2 separate regions of the Ovis aries genome follow, and region 2 is linked to region 1. Evidence: chromatin contacts called from public Hi-C data. All regions are on one chromosome and are shown on one strand. The core of a region is the stretch at or near the end of the contact, and the rest is flanking DNA. Distances in the headings are between cores, read along the strand shown. Region 1 holds the start of BYSL (bystin like). Region 2 holds the start of MRPS10 (mitochondrial ribosomal protein S10).

Region 1 (2,924 bases), core at 50-2,549:
GAAAGATGAGTGTTGAGAAATGGATTAAGCAACTTGGAGGTCAACACTCTCAGAGTAATAACGAGAAAAATGACCATCTTTTAAATAATCTCGCTCCCTTTCTAGTCCTGAAACAATATTGTTCTTTGTGCTCAGAGCACTCCCTACTTTTCAGTTCTCAGCACAACGGTCATGCAACCTGGGAAACCTGACTCCCAAGACTAATGCTATTGTCAGAGAAGCTATACTTTATCACGAGTGCATTATTCTAATTGCTTACTTAATTCTTTCTCTCGGGCTACACTGGAAGATCCTGACGTTAGGTATACCTTTACCCTGTTTACAGTTTTTTATCTAAACCATCTAAACTCCTAGCACGGCGGGATGTGCGTAGTAGACATTCCATGATTACTTACAAAACACGTAAATAAATGCCAGGAGAACTTAGCGGCGTGAGTAACCACTTCCTGCTGGCCTAACCTCGGTGATGCCTATAAGAGTGCCACTCTAAGGAATGGGCGTGGAGGGCTCCGGCAACCCTCAATCTGCCCCAGAGCTGGGTCTCCCAACCCCATTACCTTTGCCAAGGGCCTCAGTTTTTTGTTGTTGTTGTTTTTTAATTCCAAGTTATTCCCCTGCCAGACACCTTTCAGCCGTCCGCCCCAGCTACCCACCCTCCTCCTCGTACCCCATCCCCCCCACTCACCCAGCCGCGTGGTGCGCTCCCGCGGCACCGCGGGCCTGTCCCCGCTCCCATGCTCGGCCTCGAGCTCCTCTTGCTGCTGCCGCGCTTGCTGCAAAATCCGTCGGGTCAGCCGGGGCCCCACGTACTCTTCCTCCTCGTCTCCGGTTCCGCGACCCCGCCGTTTTTCTCGGGCTCCTGCCCGCACCGCGTCACCAGCCAGGATCTGCTCGGCCAGCGGCGCATGCTTCTCCTGACCCCCGGCCGAGCGGGCCGCCTTGAACTTGGGCATTTTTCTAGAAAACCAAGCCGTGAAGTTTCCCACGTGGGTATGGAGGAAAAAAAGGCCCCGAGTGCGCTTGCGCGGTAAACACCCAGCGCCCGAGAGCCCACCGGAGCTCACAGCGCCCCCTCGCGTCTGGAGGCCGGGTGTGCCAGAAGCCCCGTCCCACCCCCCCCCCCCCCCAAAAAGAGCTCACGGGTCCTGGAGCTGGGTCCTCCCGAATTTAACGTTGTCTTCTCTAAGTGGTTGTAGTCCGAGATACACTTTCCTAGTTTCATGGATCTGGGTCCAGGGTGCCCAGGCGAATGGGAATTCCCTGACCGGCGAACCAGGGGATCGGGGGCGGGGCGGAGTCGGGCAGTGACCTCACCGAAGGACCCAGACACGCCCTTCCTCGTGGGCGTGTCGACTGGACGCTGTGTTTTTACGTAAGTTCCGGAGCGCCTGCCTCCATTGGAGCTCGCTTTAGCGAGGTGGTTTCTCCTCTTGTGGGCTGCTGGAGCACAGCGCATTTCACTTGTTTGATCCTCCCATCTTCCTGGCACGACACCATGGGAGTGACTTGGTAGGACTTCAGAGGACTTTGTGGGGCGGGGTTTGGGGACTTGAAGGCCCCTGGAGCCTCGAATATACCCGGGAGGAGGATCCCGACCAGGGTCCACAGTCCCCCGGAAGATGAGCAAAATGTCCTCGGATTGTGTAAGTGAGGGGGCCACCGCGAGGGCTGCAGAATCTGCAGGCCCCTTTCCTCGGAGATTCGCCCCTTCTTCCTGGAAGGCGGCAGGAAAAAGGGTTTAAGAACCCGTTAATGATCGTGTACCTCCTTCCTTTTTTCTTGATACAATTTCTTGACCGTGAAGCCTGGGGTAGAACTTTAGGGTTGAAAGTAGTATGTCGGGACTCGGACCCGTCTGCAGGCAGGGCTTGGATGGGTAGGGGATAGGCAACAAGGAGATAGTATCTTTTTTAGGTTTTTGCCTGCCCCTCCTTACAGCCACTAAATGCAGTTAGATCAGCATGTGTCTGGTTCTAGTTTGGCCTTTGTAAGATCTTGAGTCTGGAGGGAAAAAAGGAGCTGTTGGGAATTAGGAGATAGGAATTACAGGCACATCACCTCTTCAGGGTCTGTTTCCTATTCTGTTTAATTACCTGGTTGGTTTAGTTTTTATGGACTTATTTTAACACGTTATAAGTCAGTGTGGCAGGGAAAGGTATGGGCTTAATTCTCTTCGAGTCATTTAGTTCCAAAATGCTAGATTTCAGAGCTTTAAAATATATATATCTTGAGCATCTCTCCCAGAGAGGGCTTAGAGGCCAGGTTATCTGAAGGCAATGGCTCTAGGCTTCTCATGTAAGAGCCTGTGGGAATTCCTGGTAGCCCAGGTCTTGCAGATTTGTCAGTGACTGCACATTTGCTTCCTGAAGCTGGCATCATGAGCCTCCTTCAAAGTCCTGTAGTGTAAGAAGGGTGCGAAGAATGGGAATGAAAAGTTTGCTAGGGTCTTTCATGACAGTCCAGTGGTTAACATTCCACGCTTCCACTGCAGGAGGCACCTTCTACTTCAAGGGGCATGGGTTCAATCCCTGATTGGGGAATTAGATCCTGTATGCCTTGTGGCGCAACCAAAAAAAAAAAAAAGCATGCTGCAAAGAGGCGTGAAACCCTGGAAGTACCTGTTCTCTCAGGGCAGAAGGCAAGCAGGGAAAGGGCTCTCTCTTGGGATGCTTCGCAACTTTTTCAGGCTTCTAGGACTTCTGACCCCAGTAGCATCACCTTAGGGATTCTCTTATATTTCAAAATGAGGCACATCATCATCATTACTTGTTAGTACTTTTTCTGATGGAGATTAGAGACAGTTTTAATAACAGTAGGACTCTATAGCTTCATTTAGCCGATTTTGGTTGATCATAAAGTAATGCAGTGTCCCCCAACATTCAGCCACATATGATTCTACTTAAGATTTTTAAATAGCCATGTAG
Region 2 (2,951 bases), core at 51-2,550, 240 kb before region 1:
CACAGTTTAGCCCTGGAAAACAAGGGGGCCAAATCCAATTCCCACATTTTAGAGTATGAATGGAGAAACTTGGTGAGCCAAAGCGGCAAGCAGCAGTCATGTGCAAGGCGGAAATCTGAGGGAGCAGACACAATTTGTAAGCAAAGGCCATCCATAAAGAGACCATATTTGGCCAGAGGGGTGGAGAGGGCATCCAGTTCCCAAGGCTGTTTTGAGGCCACGTTTCCAGTTTCAGGAGTAGGAAAGGCCATCTCAGTCTTTAAAAATAAAAAATAAACTCCTTCCTTGCAGGAGCACAGGGAAGCAGGGACCTCTATGCCTCACATCCTAGAGACTTAAGTAGAACTGGACTTTGTCACAGAGTCAACTCCAGGGGTGCCGCAGCGGTGGGAAAGGCATTGAACTAGGATGTTGAAGCTGGTTATTGGTTCAGCTGTAACTAATTCACCACATGACTCTGAGTCATTTCATCTCTGAGCCTCAGTTTCCTCACTTATTAAATTCGGGTAAAATGTACGTCATCTTGTGAGGATCCAGTTAGGTAACATAGGGAAATGTTGTTTGCAGGCTGTAATGTCACCATCATCAGCTGCTGCAGAACCTTCACTCAGCTTGTTCAAGGCAGCAGAGGCAGGTTGAGGAGCCATCCCAGAAGAGAGACTGATGCTTTAGAAGCAGCAAGAGTTGGAGAGCTCTAGGAAAACTCCACTGGCTAAGAGGGACCAGCCAACTTTGAATGTCACAACTGAAAGAGGGAGCTTGATTCTGAAAAGGACACTGGGCAGCCTGCCAAGGCTATCGCTGTTACAACTCTCACCTCTAAGTTACAAACGCAGATTGTTTCTCCAGGGCAAGGTGAGTATCAGACCCCAAATCGTGGACCACCTGAATCCTAAACCAGAGACATTCTGACTCTCAAAACTATGACTCAAAAGACGATTAAACCTAGCCTCTTGGTTATTTTAAAAAACAAACAGACAAGAAAACCCTAACTCAAAGACAAACATGGAGTGGATCTGAGGCTTGGCTCATGCTCCCTTGCCTGGCGCTCTGCAATAAATCCTTACTCCCTGCAAACTCCCACTGTCAGTCTGGGTTTTTTTTGCGAGCCACAGGCACTTTGCTCCGTTATAATAGAAAAATCAACTATCAATCAACCATCAACTCAGAGATAACCACTGTCAATACATTAGTTATATTTGTTCCAAGCGTGTGGTTATGTTTACCTCCAACAAAACAGGAACTGCAAAGCACAAATGATTTCAAGAGGAAAGCGCTGACGGAAGTCGCTAACTACCTAGATACAAGCTGAAGCTATAAAAAGGCGGACGGGCCAGGTTAGGACCTGAAGGAAGCCGGCTGTGTTCACTCTAAGAGAGCGTGGAACCACGTCTCTATGGTTGTTCCTGTGCCGGAACACAAGGATACACTCTCTCCTTCTGCGGAACTCTATGGTCAGAGGACGCTTCTGTGACCCCGGAGGCAATCCGGGGGAGCAGGAACGGCAAGATGGCGGCGCGAGCTGTGTTTGGGGCCCTGGGCCGGCGTCTCTGGCAGGTAAGGAGCGCGCTACGCGGATTAGGCGGCCTAACAGGGACAGTTACCATTACGTCTGATTGCCACTTGTCATTCTTCCCATCTTCCGCGATATTTATTTCGCACCTTGACCCGCTGTTTGGAAGAAGGTGGCGAGAAAAGGGCTGATTTTATCTCTAATTCTCTCAGGATAAAACAGAAGTTAATGAGTCAGGGCAAAGACAGGAACGAGAAGAAGAGTAGACTATCAGAAGTGGAAAGGATATTGGACAACAAATGTTGCAGACCCCGCCTTTCACGTTTGCGAAATAGGCTCAGAGAAGTCGGGAAGCTACACCTCGCGAAAATTTGGTAGCTTGAGAGTTTAGACGCTTCTCACGGAATCAGATTGAGATACCTTCCTGATACCCAGGTTTCTGAGACTCAAATGACAGTCGCTGAAGTCAGAGGAGTGGGCTAAGTATCCTCTGCTGGGTTTTTTGGAGAAAAAGCAAAAAATTCAAGCAGCGGTTCTTATTTGGCTTCAGCGCTCCTCTACTCTTCAGGAGAATGGATACATTCTCTCCTAATGTATATAGCTGCGTCCCTTCAGTGTTACCTGAACTGTCACAACATTGTTAATCGGCTACACCCCATACAATAGAAAGTGTTTTCTTTTTTTAAATAGTTAAGGACTCCAAAGAGCTTTGAGTTTTGTGTTTTTTAAGCTATCGATTTTTTAGCTTATTAGAAAATACAACCTAGAATCTTAAAAATCCTTAATTAAAAATACTAAAACTCATTATATGTTAACATAATTAGCAATTTTATGAAAAGCAACTAGGTTTTCCAAAACAAATTGAGAGAGAGGAGTGGCATGTTTTATGTTTTTGCAAACCTCTTTAATGTCTGGCTTAGTAGAAAACAGCTTCTCTAGCTGCTTCTGCAGTCTCTTACTATGTCAGAGGTCATACAGTCTCTGGAAAACTTCACTGTACTTTGGTGCGAGACTAGAGTGGAAAAGTTGAAAATACCATCTTACTGTTATTATAAAAAATAAGTTTAGCCTCGGGAGCTGCCTCTCAAAGTGTCTCAGAAGTCCCTCAGAGGTTCTTAGACCACACTTTGAGAACCACTGTCCTTAAGTCAGGTAGCGTTAGAGGTTGAAATTTTGAATTATTTTTAAGACACATTTACTCAGAGCAGAGTCTCCACTCCCTCAGAAACAGAAAGGAAAGAAAAGGTAAGAACTTCTTAAGGTTCATTTGTGGATGTAATAGCAGTTTAGGCTTGAGATTTTAAGAACAGAAGTGTCATATTCCTTAGACCTGTGGTCCTTCAGCACAACTGGATTGTGGGCTTATTGGCCCACAGACATGGGAGGCAGTTTTCTCTGTGAGTATGTGTGCAGAAAGGCCTGTACCTCTTACCAGCTT

Evidence for each region. Hi-C and Micro-C count contacts between places; a contact is called where the count stands out from the background.
Region 2: a contact with region 1 is called in a Hi-C map of hypothalamus, with 8 times the contacts expected there. The contact joins the promoter of MRPS10 here to the promoter of BYSL in region 1. A contact is called at or near these places in 3 of 16 Hi-C or Micro-C datasets (hypothalamus, liver and mixed tissues).

What each region holds. Positions count from the first base shown.
Region 1 is chr20:15,720,861-15,723,784 of ARS-UI_Ramb_v3.0, reverse strand. It overlaps BYSL (bystin like), which reads right to left and starts at 1,299. Exons shown (of 8, transcript XM_027958998.3): 1 at 1,141-1,299; 2 at 686-957. The coding sequence starts at 953. It overlaps MED20 (mediator complex subunit 20), which reads left to right and starts at 1,397. Exons shown (of 5, transcript XM_042237281.2): 1 at 1,397-1,509. The coding sequence starts at 1,496.
Region 2 is chr20:15,965,614-15,968,564 of ARS-UI_Ramb_v3.0, reverse strand. MRPS10 (mitochondrial ribosomal protein S10) reads left to right here and starts at 1,300. Exons shown (of 7, transcript XM_060403635.1): 1 at 1,300-1,557. The coding sequence starts at 1,452.